Regions from separate parts of the Mus musculus genome. Here regions 2, 3 and 4 are each linked to region 1. Evidence: chromatin contacts called from public promoter capture Hi-C data. All regions are on one chromosome and are shown on one strand. Each heading gives the region's core, a stretch centred on a gene start, on an enhancer-like site or on the middle of the called end of the contact. The rest is flanking DNA. Distances are from core to core; before and after follow the strand shown.

The links. Promoter capture Hi-C pulls out the DNA fragments that hold promoters and counts their contacts. Capture Hi-C pulls out chosen DNA fragments and counts their contacts.
Region 2: a contact with region 1 is called in a promoter capture Hi-C map of adipose tissue, with 3 times the contacts expected there. The contact joins the promoter of Agps here to the promoter of Atp5g3 in region 1. A contact is called at or near these places in 3 of 39 promoter capture datasets (the C10 cell line, hippocampal neurons and liver), 1 of 484 Hi-C or Micro-C datasets (B cells), 1 of 115 datasets of contacts at active chromatin or transcription factors (astrocytes) and 1 of 9 other capture datasets (adipose tissue).
Region 3: a promoter capture Hi-C map of hippocampal neurons shows a contact between it and region 1, with 9 times the contacts expected there. The contact joins the promoter of Hnrnpa3 here to the promoter of Atp5g3 in region 1. A contact is called at or near these places in 4 of 39 promoter capture datasets (cranial neural crest, hippocampal neurons and liver) and 3 of 115 datasets of contacts at active chromatin or transcription factors (astrocytes, cardiomyocytes and microglia).
Region 4: a contact with region 1 is called in a promoter capture Hi-C map of pre-B cells, with 6 times the contacts expected there. The contact joins the promoter of Nfe2l2 here to the promoter of Atp5g3 in region 1. A contact is called at or near these places in 4 of 39 promoter capture datasets (hippocampal neurons, liver and pre-B cells), 4 of 115 datasets of contacts at active chromatin or transcription factors (astrocytes, bone marrow-derived dendritic cells, embryonic forebrain and 1 more) and 1 of 9 other capture datasets (liver).

The regions. Positions count from the first base shown.
Region 1 is chr2:73,909,610-73,913,811 of GRCm38.p6, forward strand. Atp5g3 (ATP synthase, H+ transporting, mitochondrial F0 complex, subunit C3 (subunit 9)) reads right to left here and starts at 1,717. Exons shown (of 5, transcript NM_175015.3): 1 at 1,643-1,717; 2 at 1,346-1,451; 3 at 255-332. The coding sequence starts at 1,384.
Region 2 is chr2:75,829,368-75,833,594 of GRCm38.p6, forward strand. Agps (alkylglycerone phosphate synthase) reads left to right here and starts at 2,810. Exons shown (of 20, transcript NM_172666.3): 1 at 2,810-3,144. The coding sequence starts at 2,846. It overlaps Gm34861 (a long non-coding RNA gene), which reads right to left and starts at 2,820. Exons shown (of 3, transcript XR_866490.3): 1 at 2,674-2,820.
Region 3 is chr2:75,656,951-75,660,986 of GRCm38.p6, forward strand. Hnrnpa3 (heterogeneous nuclear ribonucleoprotein A3) reads left to right here and starts at 2,309. Exons shown (of 11, transcript NM_053263.1): 1 at 2,309-2,373. The coding sequence starts at 2,368. Gm39859 (predicted gene, 39859) reads right to left here and starts at 1,987. Exons shown (of 3, transcript NR_166143.1): 1 at 1,840-1,987; 2 at 1,269-1,358.
Region 4 is chr2:75,702,931-75,706,584 of GRCm38.p6, forward strand. Nfe2l2 (nuclear factor, erythroid derived 2, like 2) reads right to left here and starts at 1,733. Exons shown (of 5, transcript NM_010902.4): 1 at 1,434-1,733. The coding sequence starts at 1,478.

The DNA.
Region 1 (4,202 bases), core at 467-2,966:
TTTTCAACAAAGCAGGCTTTTTTGGATAACCGTGGCTATTTTAAACACAGATAACTCAAAACTATAAATACAGCCTAAAATATTTATTTGCTAATTCAGAAGGTTGTGCTGGCCAAAAGTTCCTCTCAGTGGCTCACCTTCTATGTATTATTTAATAAAACTGGAAAGAAACCACCCATTAATACACCCCTTCATGATAACAACTCTGTAAGACTTATTGACAGTGTTTCCTAATTTCTGTTATTAATACTCACCTCTCCAGTCCTAGTCTCTGGCCGAGATAACACTGATGCAGAAATTGGTCTATATGCAACTCTGGATCCAGCTCGGATCTATTAATGGAAGGAAAAGAAAGAATTTCAAGTACTAAAGAGTACACATTAGTCTTCAGTGACCTCTTGTGCAACTTTAAACTCTAAAGGAGAAAGCAGAAGAGAACGAACAGATTTATTATCTCTGCAATTAGCATGGCCTTTGGTCATTGTGCATACACAAAGCCAACCTAAAATTTTATGCTAATGAACCATGGAATGTTCTATTTAATCTATCTGTAAACAAAAATCCTAAGACCAATTAGTTACCAAGTGACTGAGTGTTGTGGAAGTTTCAGTAACTGTAGTGCTGTAAATTCAAGTAAGTTATGTGGGCTCATAAGGGTGTCGCTATGATTTTGATCATTTACAACAGTCCAGCAGCTAATGAAGCTCCTACAATTTTCAAAGGATTCCTAAATACCCACTAATTCTAAATTTACTATAGAGTTAAGCATTTTGATGTCAGCTTAACAGCCGTTGCAATACTCTCACTATAAGGACATCTGGCAGTCTGGCTTCTCTGCCCTTGAGTGTCCACGGACACTAAGGTCACAGAAAATCCCTCCAGAACCAGGACCCGATTCTCTAGCACAAATCTTTTAGATTCAGACTTCACTTAAAGCCTCCAAAAAAGCAAGCTTCGGGGCTCCCCAACACCTTTCTCCGCCCACACAAGGAAGCAAAGTCCCTCCCTCTGCAGCGGCGAGTTTGACCTACAGACGCGCACGGGAAACGCTGTGCAGGCAACTAGGCCTCAGCTGCCCCTTCCTGACTTCTCAGCACCCCGACCTTCGCGTCGACCCCAACTCCATAGGGACCGGGCGGTGGGGGAGGGGCGCGCTCCACGAGCAAGGAGGCTGTGACCTACGCCCAGAAGGCCTGTCAGCTAGGCCTCGGGGGGGACACATGGCCGGGAACTGTCTGCGGGCCCCAGGGTTGGGAGGGAGGGAGGGAGGAGAGGACATCGGGGCAAGGGTGAAGGAGAGCCGGTCCCTCGGCGTGAATGCTGGGCCGAGGCCCGGGTTACGCACCAGAGCGGGGGTGCGGGCGAGCTTGGCGCAGGCGAACATCTTTCTTCCTGGCGGCGCGGCGTGGATCTAGGTGACAGGCGACGTGGGCTCCTCTCCCGCTTCCTCTCTGCGGAGCGAAAAGAGGCTTAAGGTCAAGTGTCCCCCCCAGGGGCCTGTCCTTGCCACCCCGGCCCCGAGGGGCCCCGCGCAGGCGGTCAGCGTGGCCGCGTGCCCGGGAAGCGCAAGCCCGGTGGACAGGGCCGGGAGACCCGCTCCGCCCCGGCCCGGGCCCCGCGCCCTCCGTTTACCTTCGCTTACCTCCCGAGGCGGCGGCAGTGGCGGCGGCAGAGGTCGAAGCAGTGGGGCTGGGCGCGCAAGCGCGGTGCGGCTCTTATCCGCGCCGCAGCACCCGGATGGAGAAGGCGGGGGAAGACGCTCAAGGTCACTTTGTAACAACTTTATTGGTAACTCTCAGAGGAGGACAATGACAGGCCCCCTCCGTGACCGGCTGGCGGCCAGTGAAATGAAAAGCACACTGAAGACGACTCTTGGCTTTGTTAGTGTTACTAACGGTGCAGATAATTTTTAGTTGTTGTCGCTATCGCAGACTGAGCCTCGCTCCTTGCACGTGCCAGGCAGGGGTTCTCCCAGGGAGCTACAAGCCGACCCTGATTTGGCTTTTATTTCAAACAGGGTGAGTTGCTCAGGCAGGCCTTGAGCTCAGTATGTAAGTTAGGGAGAACCTTGATCGTCCACTTTCACCCTTCCAAGTAGTTAGCTTCTTCATAACCAACTCCAGCGGGATTATTTCTTTGTAAGACTCTAAAACAGGGTTTTTTGTTTGTTTGTTTGTTTGCTTTTGTTTAAGACGACAAATCTTTTCTCAGAAGACCTACCTAGAAGTCCTGGGAAGAACAAATGACGGTTCAAGAGCTTTGCAACTCTGTAGACTAGGCTAGCCTTCAACTCACAGAAATCCTCCTGCCTCTGTTTTCCAAGTGCTGACATTAAAGCCATGTACCACTGTGTTCTGCTGCCTTCCACCATTATAACTGGGAGAATTAAGAGATAATAATGTATCATCATTTCGGACTAAAAAAGTGCCTGAATAGTTTTCAAAATCTATTCAGCACCCAGTTCTGATAACTTTGAACAAACCAGATGGATGCAGAAATGTCTCAGATAAATGGCTGTAGTTCAACGTCTGGTCTTCTTATTGATTTTTTTAAAATAGTTTTTTTGAGATAATATAATCTCATAGGTTCTCCCCTGTTTTAGGGTTTTAATGCTGTGAAGAGACACCACGACTACCGCAACTCTTAGAAACAAACAAACAAACATTTAATTGGGGCTGGCTTACAGTTTCAGAGGTTTAGTCCATTTTCAGCATGGCAGGAAGCATGGCAGTGTTCAGGCAGACACGGTGCTGGAGACAGAGCTGAGAATAGCTGAAGGAAGAAGGCAGGCAGCCAGAAGAGACCACTGTTAGCCATTATGCTTGCCTTATGCTTCTGAAACCTCAAAGCCTGCACCCCCCCCCCCCCCAGTTACACACTTCCTCCAACAAGGCCACACCTCCTAACGGTGCCATTCCCTATGGACCCGTGGGGGCCAATTTTTTATTCAAACACCACTCCCTCCCATTTCCTCCCCCCTCCTCCTCCTAGACACTTCTTGACTTTTCAAATCTGAGGCCTCTTTTTCTTTAGTTTTATATACATATTTAGTTGTATGTATATATGATATGTTTTTAGATATAAAATTATAACTTGCTCAGTCTGTTTGTTTTAACCATAGCATTTTCTCCAGCCTCAGAAAATCACCATTGTTTTTGTTTTGAACTTGACTATTCTAGATCCTTCATCTAAGTCCTGCATTATTTGTCTCATTGTAACTAGCTGCTGTTTCTTTTAGTTCATTACATTTATTTATTTATTCTGTGCATATGTGAGGGCAGACAGATGTGTGTATAGGTGCATATGCCACAGTGTGCATGCAAAGGTCAGAGAACAGATTGAGGGAGCCAGGGCTCTGTCCTCACCATGCGGATTCCAGGGATTGAATTCAGGTCGACAGGTGTAGGGCCAAGCAAGCACCTTGACCCACTGAGGCATCTCACAGCATACTCCTGCTTTTCTTTTTTTATTATTTCTTTAATGTATATGAACACACTGTAGCTGATTTCAGATATACCATGTGGTTGCTGGGAGTTGAACTCAGGGCCTCTGGAAGAGCAGACAGTGGTGCTCTTAACCCTCCAGCCCCATTTCTTGGTTATTTTTGAGACAGGATTTCTCTCTCTCTCTCTCTCTCTCTCTCTCTCTCTCTCTCTCTCTCTCTGTGTGTGTGTGTGTGTGTGTGTAGGCTTGGCTGTCCTAGAACTCACTTTGTAGACTAGGTTGGCCTCAAACTCACAGAGATCCTCCCGCCTCTGCCTCCCAGGTGTGGGGATCAAAGTTTTGTGCCTCCACAGCTAGACAGTTGCCCTTTTCTTAAGGTCAAGTTTTGGATTTTGAGATTGGATCTAGTCATACAGTCCATGCTGGCTTGGAACTTTGTATTCTCCTGCTTCAGTCTTGAGAGTCCTGGGTCACAGCACCTAGTTAAAGACTGATGTCTTTCACACAGCAGATGTTTTTATTGTTTATCCAGGTTGAGACATGTGTCAGAATATTTTTCTTTTCTAAGGCTGGATAATGTCCATATGTATGTATGTATGTATGTATGTATGTATAGATGCATGCATCACACATGGATTAACCATTCACTGGTGAAGGACACTTGGGCTGCTACTACTCTTTGGCTATTGTGAATAATGCTACTATGATCATAGTTGTAACAATACATCTGAGTCCCCACCTTGAATTATTTTGGATAC
Region 2 (4,227 bases), core at 1,560-4,059, 1.9 Mb after region 1:
CTGGTCCCTGGCACCCAGGGCTTCTGCCCAGGCCAGGGAGCAAAGTCCACTCTGTCCTCAGGACTCAACCAATGGCTATAAGAAGTAGGGGTTGGGGGAGACTCATTCGTCCTCAGCCTCTGAGATACTGCAGCCGCAGACAGGAATTTACTCAAACAGCTGCTTCCAGCCTCCAAAAGCTGTAACACGCCCCAAGGTTGCCAAGTAGAGGTGGCACAGGCCTTTAATTCTAACATTGTAGGAGAGGCAGAGGCAGGGGGATCTTGTGAACTGGACGATATCCTCATCTCATCCTGACTTGTAGGTCAGCCAAAGCTAAGCCCTCAAGCCAAAGCAAGCAAGCAGGCAGGCAGGCAGGCAGGCAGGCAGGCAGGCAGGCAAGCAAGCAAGCAAGCAAGCAAGCAGGCAAGCAGAAGTCAAACAAAAACTCCAGACAAACCACAAAACATTTCCTGGAGCTTCCACGGCTCCCAGACAGCATCCTGCTGCAAACAAGAGTTCAAACCTATTTTATTTAAATCCTGTGTGGTGATATTCAAGCTGTTTTATCCTGCTTGAAGTTGATAATCACGAATTGGTAATAAAGTCCCTCCTGTTTGTACTCTTTGATGTCTGTGGATACCATCCTTGGAGGACGGTGACCAAGAATCAGGTTGAAGACAAGGTGGTCTCCACTGACCACCGCAGGACTATTGGAGGAGGCAACCAAACATGAGTTACTAACTACACCACTTTCATCTGTGGCTCTAGTCTTTTCCCTAGATTAAAAAATTCGAGCTCCTTATAAACTGAGTGTAAGTCTCAGTTACAACATGACTTTTGCCTTCACAAAGTCTTTGGCCCTTTTGGAGGAAGAGAAATGTGTACATAAAAATTAAATAAAGACATGCATCATAAATGAAGACCAGACATGCTTAGGAAGAAAATGCACACAGAGAAAAGTGAAGGTGAAGAACCAGCTGTACAGAGGCAAAACAGCAGTAAAAGAAACTGGGGTTGGTGGAACAAAATGGCGGCGAGGCCACTGGAACAAGGAAGCACAGAAGGAGGCAGGAGAGGACAGAGTTTCTGAGTCATTTAAGGAAGCACAGGCGGATGAATACGCTCTTGCAAGGTCAAAGGATAATCTGCACTAGAGGCGATAGAACATCAAGACTCAATAACTGATAAGTCTATTTTTCTCTGCAGCAACGTCACTGGTGATATCTGAATTTGCCGGATGAAGATAATGGAAGTAAAATATGAGGAAGTGGGAGAAATGTCTGGATGAATGGAGGGGACAGCGGTTAGGAAAAACCCTTAGCTCATTAATTCTTGGACCGAGTCACCTCCAACTTCTCTGGCGACTTTTACCAAGCCAATAGATATGAATGCATCGTTTTCTTCAGCTTGTGCAAGGCAGGATGGTCATTATGAACATGTGCACAGCACTGGAAGGCAAACTGAAGTTTACTTATTGATTTATTTTAAGTAAGACGCTACTTCTCTAGCAGAGAATGATGTCAAAGGATCTCTTTCTTCTGTTATGAAATGTTCAGGAATGCATATCTGTTCTCTTAGTCATGCATCCAGCCCCAGTCACACCCTGCAGGAGCAGGTTTGCCCTGGTGAGAGGATGGTCACCTAAACAGAGCTCTCATGGACTTAAAAGTCAGAAGAGCAAAGAGAATTCAACAGAGACCTTAGGTAGATGCACAAAATAGATGTTACTAGGCCTTTATAGCTTTTATATTATCTGGAAAAAAAATCAAGTATAAAAAGATGCTAAGCCACCCAACACCTTCCCTTCAAGGCTCAGGGATCGACACAGAAGAGGAGGAAAGATTCTAAGAGTCAGAGCTGATGGATGACTCCAAAGAAAGTGTCTTTTGTATACAACAGAACTAATTCACATACGAACTCACAGAAACTGTGACAGCACACAAAGGATGTACAGGGGATCAAGCCAGATGGAATCCTAGAGCTGAGAGGTTGAAGTGGACACAGCGTCCCACCATGAACCAAAAAGCTATCTGAAATTGGTACCCATCCGCACAAGAAAAGTACTTTTTGCCAGTGGAGTCTCACTAGGTATATTAACCACACTTCAGAGTGGGCCCCATGCCTAGGAGTTGTTGGCTAACACAAAACGAACTCAATGGTATTTTTGCAGATAACACTTTTTCACGTAAACAAACAAACCAAAAAACCAAAAAACCAAAAAAAAAAAAAAAAAAAAAAAACAACCATTAGATTGAAGGCTGTGGTTTTTATACAGCCTGTGGGCAAGACGGCTCAGTAGGTAAAGGTACTTGCCACGAAGTTTGATGACCCGAGTTTGATGCCCTGGATACACATGGTGGAAAGAGACAACTGGAAGTTGTCCTCTCACTTCCACATGAGTGCTGAACACAGTGCTAGACACCTAGAGACTGATGGGGCACTGGCTCTATCGCTTAAAGGATTGGTTTTGACCTAGGGGAAGTTCACCAGGTTTGGCTCCATTGCCAGATCAGCAGCACCACCGGCCCACTCACTATTCAGGCTCCTAGGCATCTGTTCCAGAAAATAGCCTCCGGGCGCTCGGGCCACATCCAAGATGCCACACCCATAGGTTTGGCAACTGCGGGTGTGCTGTGTAGTTTGGCTCTCCTCCTGCCCCTTTGGGCCAATCCGGGCTCCGCTGGAACTCACCTGCTCTGCAGGTACGCCAGGACGAGGCGTGGCGAGGCGCGGCGGCGGGCGTGGCCGAGGCGGGGAGGGGCGGGGCGAAGCTGCTGTGGGCGGGGACAGAGCCCGTTGAAGCTCCAGGCGCAAGGCCCCTGCCGCCAGTCGCCGCGGTGACTGCCGGGATGCGCCGCAGCGAATGGTCGCGCGGGGCGCCGCTCTGAGTGACCTTTCACCCGAGCCCAGCGGCCTCGGGCGGCGGCACAAGGCGGAAGCCATGGCGGAGGCGGCGGCGGGCGAGGCGGGCGCGAGCGAGCGGGACCCAGACGCGGGCCGCGCGCGCCGGCGGCTGCGGGTTCTGTCGGGCCATCTGCTGGGCCGGCCCCAGGAGGCTCCGAGTACCAATGAGTGCAAAGCGCGGAGAGCCGCGTCGGCGGCCGGGGCGTCGCCCGCCGCTACTCCTGCCGCACCAGAGTCGGGCACCATCCCCAAGAAGCGGTGAGTAGCGGCCCGGGATGGAGCTGGCGGCGGGAGGCCGTGAGCGGCCTGGGCTGTGGGAGAGGAGAGCACGGGAGTGGGCAGGGAGTTGGCAGGGTGGGCGGAAGGCATTCCGATCCCTGAGAGTACATCAGCTTGCGGGCTGGGAGTGGACCAGACACACCGGACTCTGTCGGGAAGGGGCGGCATGGCTTGGCCGGATTTTGGTGTCTCTTTTTGAAGGAAACACATTTCATGACCTAGTGGGAAAAGGGTTTAAGCGGATCCCCTCTTTTGGGTTTTGGAGGCTGGAAATTCATTCTCTATCTTGGAACGGGTAGCAGGAGGATTGTCTTAATCTACGACGAGGAGTTTTAAAATTGCACTAGATAATCAGATTTCTACGAATTCTCAAAAGCCTGGATGCTAGCAAGCTGGAGTGGGATGGTGGTACTCTGGGGAGAGGTGTGAGTGGTTTCTGTAGGGTAGGTTACCACTTCCTTGTGGTCATGGATTCTAACTTTAAGGGAGGAAACCAGTGAGTGAGTGAGTGAGATACAGTAGACTGCAAGCGTTAGTGACTTAAGACTTTGGTATTCCAGCTACTGATCCTTTAAGAAGCTAAAAGACAAGAGTCTGAATGAGGAATGTTTGTAAAACCTTAAGACCATTGGAGGAGAATCTCTGTCTCTGATGAAAGCTGTCGAGAGATGGTGTTTTCTGAGATGATCAGTTTGGAAAAACTTGGAGAATGAAAAAAAAAAAAGATTTTGCTAACTCGAATGTGTACTTTCAAAGTGCTGGAGATGGTGCTATTTCCATTACTTCTACGTTCCTAAGGTATTAGGTAGGTGCAGTAGTCTTCCATTTTACAGATGAAGAAATTAGAAGAAAAGGTTAAGAAGTGTGCTGCAGGTAGCAGGTACCTGTGTTACAGTTTACACATCAAAAGCAAATCAAATGGACTGCCTCATGAATTCAACCCATGTAATTAAGTTCTCACTGCATACACACTGTGCCAGAAATGCAGGGATTCTGAAATGTGCTCTTCCCTGTAGGGCACCAAAGTAATAATACAGTTTAAGAAATTTAGCTGATAATTGA
Region 3 (4,036 bases), core at 1,059-3,558, 1.7 Mb after region 1:
CTGCCTCCCAAGTGCTGAGATTAAAGGCGTGCGCCACCAGTGCCCAGCTAGGTCAGGTTTTCTAAGATGGAATCTAAACCCCAAAATTTGGTCTCTCAAAAACCATCTTGAAAAACCAAGGATCAAAAAAGATCGGTATCTGAGCATGGGCCAGAGAACAAACCAGCCAAAGATTGGTTATCGTTTCTGCTTCACTTCCTGCCCTCATTTCCTTCAATGACAACCATGACCTGGAAGTATAACATTTTCCCCTTTTGAGTTGGTTTTGGTCATGGCGTTTATTACCCAGCAACATAAAGCAAACTAGAATCAGGGTATCATGTAGCCCAGGGAGGCCTCATACCCCACTTTGTAGCTGTGAATGTCCTTGAGCCCTTTTGAGACAGGGTCTCTGTATCCTAGAGCTAGATGTAGGTCAGGCTGGCCTGGTACCCCCAGAGATCCTTCTGCATCTGCCTCCTGGTTGCTGTGATTAAAGTCCTGAGACACCACACTTGGCTGCTCTGAGTTTTTTCAATCTCCCACCTCCAATCCCTAAATGCTGTGGGTTTGAGGGATTAGGAGCTGTGTCACCTGCCCAGTTTGCAGAGATGAGGATCCAGGCCTAGGTCTCATGTCTGACTGCTGGGATTAAAGGTGTGTGCCACCATCTGAATCCATTTCTCATCTTTCACTGGGAGAGACAGATAAATTGCAAAGGAGTTTGCTATGCAGAATGTTAAAATATGCAATTTGTTGCAGGAAAAGAAGGCTTGTCAATTGTGCTTTTTTTCTTACCCTCAATAACTTTATTTAAATGAGATCTGCAGATTTTTTTTTTCTTTTGAGACAGGGTCTCACTCTATAGCACTGGCTCCCTGAAACTCCACATAGCCAGCTAGAGAGGCATGGGCCTCTGCCTTCAGAGTAGCCTAGAGGTGACACATACCACGACTAGCAAATCTGTAGACTTTTAATTTACAGTTGTTATTGTGAGAAGGCTAGGCTAAGTCCACGACAGGCTTCAAATTAGCAGCTAAGGAGACGAGGTCTAAAAACCCAGGCTTCAGGCAGCTAATTAGAAACTGCCCCACCACCTGGCCTGAAACAAGGACAATGGGTCAGCAGTTCCCAGCCAGCCCCCACGCCCCAGTAATGGAATGTCCTTCGAGATAGCATAAGACACAGCCTACCACCCCCCACCCCAGATTCCTCAGCCAGTTTCCAGGCACCATACCCTAGTATGGTTCTGGAATACCTAGAGACAGAGTAAGACAAAGCCCACCTACCCCAGGATTCCACTAAGGTGCTTTAAATTGGTCCTGCGGGCTCACTTCAGGCTCTATCTTGGTAACGGGAGACCCCAGCATGCTGGACTTCTACAGAATAAAAACAGTGTTTGCGTTTACATACTATTAGAATCCGGGGTATCATTCTTCGTTACAGTGGGTGTTTCGAGACTACCTAATCCTATGTTTGCTTTTATTTGATTAAAAACCCAAATCGTTCCAAATCCCTTTGCTAAGCAAATAAACGATTCGACTTATTTCGTTCATATACTGCACACTAAAACTCGAAACTGATGACCACTTTAAATAAGAAACAAATCTCTAGCCAACAGGTAGAGGGCCTATATGGCCAGAAGCCTTTTGGAAACGTTGGAAATCGTTCCATTCTCTCAATTCTATACCCAAGTGGCTCTGCTTCTTCCTCCCAGACTGTCTTAATTTGTAAATGTGCAAGCTGCTAAGGTGAAAACCGCAGTAACTCAGCCGCGTTTTGCGGTCCGTGAGACGTGCCCCGACTGCGACTTGCAGTGTGGGTCTCCCAGGAAGGCGGCGCAGTCACATTTTTCCAAACCTGGGCTCTCGACATTTAGAAAGCCGCGAGGGAGGCGAAGATGGTCAACTGGCTTTCTTACAACCTTAAGTCTCAAGTCAGAAAAGCGTGACTTTCCATTTGGCTCTGGAATGGAGGTGAACTCGGAAATGGAGACCCGCAGGCGCGCGGGGGAGGGGCGAGAGGGGCCAGAAGAAAGGGAAAGGCCTTTCTCTAAGCTGACGCGCGGTCACGCGGCTTTCTCCCGACGTGGGCTCTCGCCATTGGTCGAGCTGCCGCTGACGTAAGCGTCGCTGCCGGGCGCGAACCGCGGCGAAGGCGGCGCTGCGTTGGAAGTTGGCGAGGCGCGCGCGCTCCCGCCGGCGGCCCAATCCCCGCTCTCCACCCTCGGCCCGCCAACGCGGTGGACCAGTCGCGCTCCGCTTTCTCATGACTCCGCCCCCAGTGGGCGGGCGGCGCGCGGATAGCACATCACGTGGTGACTGGCCCCGCCTCTTCCTCTCGGTCCCATATTGAACTCGAGTTGGAAGAGGCGAGTCCGGTCTCAAAATGGAGGTAAAACCGCCGCCCGGTCGCCCCCAGCCTGACTCCGGCCGTCGCCGCCGCCGCCGGGGGGAGGAGGTATTAGGGGGAGAGCGGGGGGTTGCTGGGTAGTTGCCGGCATGGGGGGGCTTTGGCTCGATGGGAGTGGGGAGGCCGGGGAGACCGGGACGATCGTCCCGCGCTTTGCGCTGAGGGCGGTGGGAGGGGGAGGGGAGCGGGCCGGGTGGCCTCCTCCGGGCCCTCCGTCGGCCTGGTCCTCTCGGTCGGCCGCACCGGCAGCCCTCGAAGACGCGGCGGGGCCGGGGAGTGGCTCGGCAGCCGGGCGAGGATGCCCTCGGGCTGCGCGGCCTGACTTAGCGAGGCCGCGGGCGGCATGGCGGGCCTCCGCGGGAGCGGTTGGGAGGAGGCGGTGGGGGAGGGGAGGAGCACATCCGGGCGAGCGAGCAGGCGGGCGGCGGCCGCATTGACATTGATCCGCCGCCGCCGCGTTACGAAATGGCGCAGTGGCCCGCAATGGCCGCCGCCTGGCTACGCCGCCAAGAAGGAGTGCGCGGGGATTGGAGGGGACGGCGGGAGGCGGCCCGGCGTTTCTGCCGCAGATGGCCTCCAGGCTCCGGGCGCGGTGCTTTCCGCTGGGGTGCTCCCGACGTGGATCTAGGCCTTGGCGGGCCTTCTGGGTGATGACAATCCGCGCAATACTCGGGCCGGATTTTCTCAGCGCTCATTTGGGGATACATTACTGAAAAGCTTGCTGCTTTAAGGTGCTTCCTAACCCGCTGCTTGTGCTCAAGTATTTGGAATGAGAGTATTTACAGCGTCCTGTGGTTGAAGTCTTAACCATTTCGGGGGTTTGAGTGTAGATGTGTTTACTTGGAGCTTAATATTTTTATTGATCTAATTTCTCATACTTCGGATTGGCCCGGATTTTGGTTTTCCTGGATTTTGGTTTTAGAGAACTGCGACCACACTAGAAAATACCACGATTACGAGAATTTTGTGTGTATAGAGATGCTTTTTGTGTATTGTCAAATTCATTTATGCGAGGCTTGAATAAAGGGGTTTTACGTGAATTTGGGTAGTTGGGTTTCTGGTATGTGGCTGTCTGCATATTGAATGTTCTAACTAATATTTCCAGAAGATGGAAGAAAGTGAGCCCCCTTTAAGGGCTTGTGTTGAATTGTCTTAATGCGTTCATTAAAAGCGGTTCACTCGAAAGTAAAATCTTCAAAAAGAAAACCACAGGCTAGATATTTTCTAAGTCTCTCAGTTACGGTTTTGTTTCTAATTCCTCTGGTCAGGCGGTATATGCTATACCTTGTAAATCCAAATTACACGCTTGTGAATGTAAGGATCGCATTCGAAATAACTTGAAACTATATGATGTAAGTGGGTATAACCAAGGTAAATTGATTACAGAAAGCTAAGTAGTGGAACCAGGTGTGAATGGTGCGTGCACACCTGTTACCCTAGTATTTGAAAGGCTAAGGTAGGACTGCCTCAAGTTCAAGGCTAGCTTAGCCTGCCTTTCCTTGAGAGCCAGCCTCAAAACCCTCACCCACCCTTTTAACCCCCACAAGGTATCACGGGGTTAAGTCTTGGCTGTGTTTTGTGGGATATGCCTAATTTGCTTGGGAATGTCTTTTAATAACTGAAATGTTATTAGCTGGAAATGTGA
Region 4 (3,654 bases), core at 483-2,982, 1.8 Mb after region 1:
TTCCAGGTCAGCCGAAAGCTTTACATTTAAACTAACTTACTCTTTACCGAGTTATACATTCCCTGGAGTTAAATGGTTTCTTTTCCTAAAAATCCAATTCCGACTCTTTTGTGTGTGTGTGTGCGCGCGTGTGTGCCAACATAAGCATTTACTTCTTTAAAACTGCCTGAAGTATAACCAGAAACTGGTTTTCACTTACATAACAATCTTCAAAACTTAGCAAGAAAGTGTTATGAAACGCAAGCGTCCCATTCGCTGTCTTCAAAGTGCGCAACATGCTAAGAAAATTGAGGCAGAATCTCAAACAGCAAAGAAAAATGTATTAAGGACACAAGCGAGGGATAATAAATAAATGTCTAAAAGCAAAACTTCTGCAACAGTATAAAAAGCAACAAATTCTAATCTATTACTCTTACCCTTGACGGCAAGGACCAGAATATCCTGCCTTATACATTTTGGTATTACAACTCTGTAATGCTAAATCCAAAGACAAAGCCGCCCAGGGGAAAATAACAATTGCGCAACTGATCAACAGCTCCAACTTGTCCCTTGGCCCCAGAGCAGCGAGGTTTGCACGCTATAGAGCAGGAAAGGGCCAACCGAGGGCCTCTGTGACTGCCAACTGGCCGATGTAAGCCAGCCAGAAGCCACAGCCTCGCACACTACGTGGGGCCCCGCGGGTCACCATACTCAGAACACACAGCCCAGCATGGGGCCCACTCGGACCTCGGAGCCCGCCGCCCAGGTCTGCACGTCCTTGCGCCCGGCGCGAGGCCATTCCCGGGTTCCCAGGCTGAAGGAGCGTGCGGAGCCCTGCCGGCAGGCCGCCCGTCGGGGCGCCAGAGCACGAGGGCCACCCGGTGACTTTCTCCTCCGCCCCCGGAGGGCTGGGCTTTTCTGGATCAAGACGGACAGGCGTGATCTTACAGACCAGCTCTCGGGCTGAGGCCGTAGACGGCCGAGCTCACCAAGTCGTAGAACGGGGGTTGGGGAGGGCTTCGGGCGGACGCCGAGGAGAGACCTCAGCTCCCCCGAGCGCGGCCCCGTGACTAGGCACATTTTTACCGGCACCGAATCAGGGAAACTACGCTGCCCCGGAAAAGGCCGGGCGGCGCCGGTTTAGACCGCCAGCATCCACCCCCCTCCCGCCTCTGCGCCTCCCACCCAGCGAGGTGGTGGTGTCTCTGCCTGGCCCCACGAAGTCAGAGCTTCCTCCACACCCCAACCTCGCCGCCCCTGGAGACCTCAGGCTCGGACCCCACTCTCGTCGCGGCCCCAACATCCTCCGTTGCCCTCCCAGCTCGGCGGGGCAGTTCCCAGGCCCTGCCGTCGTAGTCCTGGCTCAGACTGTCCCTCCCTCCCGGAGCCACTATCCCCTCGAGCTCCTGCCGGCTTCTTGGCACAGCCCAGGGGCCCGAAGGTTGGGGCAGCACCTGCTGGGACTGTAGTCCTGGCGGTGGCAACTCCAAGTCCATCATGCTGAGGGCGGACGCTGTGGTAGGGCTCCCCGACGGCGAGGCTACTTGCAGCAGAGGTGAGGCGGCGGCAATGGCTAGTCCGAGCAGCGGAGAACTAGGAGATAGCCTGCTCGCTGGAGTGGCAGGCCAGCCTTAGTCCGCCCCGCCCCCGCCCCCTGGGGGCGGAACAAGGACCTAGGGACGGGACAAGAACTTAGAGGCGGAGAAAAGGCTAGGGCAAGAGGCAAGGGCCAGAGGCAGGACAAGGGCATGGAGGCGGGGTAAGGGGCGGGGCAAGAGCTTGGAATCGCGTACAGGGGCAGGGCAAGGACCCGAGGGCCCCCCGCAAAGGCCTAGGGCGGGGCAAGGGGAGGGGGGGACAAGACGGGGGCCAGTGGAAGGAGCAAGAGCCCGAGGGCGGGGCATGGACCTGAGTGCTTCCGGCCGGAGTTCCCGCGTTCCCCTCGACCCCCCACTGTTGATCCTCCTCTCGCTGTCCGGGGCATGGCGGAGTCAGGTGGGCTGAAGTCGCACGGGGGGCGGAGCGCGAGCAGGAGGCCTTCGGCCCCCCCAGTCCTCTGTAGGACAGCACCCCCTTGCTAGAGATTAGCAGCTGTTTGCCGAAGGTCGCTCCAGCCCTGGCTCTTTGAAGCAGTTTAAACAGTTGGTGCAAGCACACCGGGAGCCCCGGCCCGTGCGCTGCTATCGGAGCTGCCACTCCCTGATTTGGACCTGCAGAACCTTGCCCGCTTTATCTCGCTCCACCGGCTGACTGTGGCGCCAGTTTCGGGGTTAGGGCTCTGAGCTGGGACCCGGACTTTGCAAGAGGCCAACTGCCCTCTGGCCCCAGGTCCCATTCAGTTGCTGGTGCTCAAACACCTCTGCCCCAGGGAGATGGATGAGTCCACGCTGCAAACTCGTGCTCGCTTACTCGAAGGCCCTCCACTTCTCCCACGTGCCCTGGGCTCGGGGCCCAAGCGGTCACTCAGTATCACTTCATCCACCCAGAGCCCAGCAAGCGGGCACAGCTCTAACAGAATCACCGAAGTGGATTCTAAGACTCTCAGGGTTCCTTTACACGTACTTACTCTATTTGGGAATTTTGAGGTATGATCTCATAAGGCCCCACCTCTCAAGCTGTTTTTAGAGCAGCGTTTCTCAACCGTCGTAATGCAGCGACCCTTTAATATAGTTCGTGTTGTGGTGACCTCCAACTAGAAAAGTATTTTTGCTGCTACTTCATAACTAATTTTGTTGCTATAAATTGTAATGTAAGTATCGGATGTGCAAAATATCTGAGATGCTTGGGGTGGCTCTCCACAGGCTGAGAACTGTACCATAGACTCTGCCACTTGGGTTTGGTGGTGGTGGTGGTGGTAGTGACTGTTTTCACAACGTTCATTCCCAAACATACTTCTTTAACTGCCCCCGAAAAAAAATCCAATTTCTAAAATAGTTATATGGGCTTAGAAAAAAAATCGAGGGATGTTTTAATGTGTTAATAGTTGAAAACCCAGAGTATTTTTATCTTTCTCTTTGTTGTTTTAAGTATGTTTGAACACAAATATCTTCTTTTGAATTTTTTTTTTTTTTTTTGGTTTTTTAAGACAGGGTTTTTCTGTGTAGCCCTGGCTGTCCTGACACTCACTCTGTAGACCAGGCTGGCCTAGAACTCAGAAATCTGCCTGCCTCTGCCTCCCAAGTGCTGGGGCTAAAGGTTTGCGCCACCACTGCCTGGCTTGAAATGTATTTTAAAAACCACTACCCTATTATGGGCCTGGGGTCAGTTAGAGATTCAACAATCTGACAAAGAAAGGTCTCTTACTCAGATCCTAGCGCTAGGTCTCCAGCTGAGACTCAGGACTTCTGAATGCAATGCTCAGCCATTTGTTCTCTCACAAACAGAATGCAAACAGAATCTCCTTCTCCAGCAAAACAGAAACAGCAGTAAAAAAAATTTAACCCTTAACGGCCCTTAACATTTGGAGGTCTAATTTTGCTTTATAGTTCTCTGGAGCACCGAAAATTTAAACTTTTAAACATAAAGTTAGCCAACAACATAATATTTCATAGTATTAATGCTGCAGGGGCCAACCTCTGTCGGCAGGAGAGCTAAGGGCCTTGTGACAACTGAAAGCAGAGTTACTAGCCAGGAAGAACCTGAGAAAGGAAATGGGAGGCTTTTACTTCCTCCTTG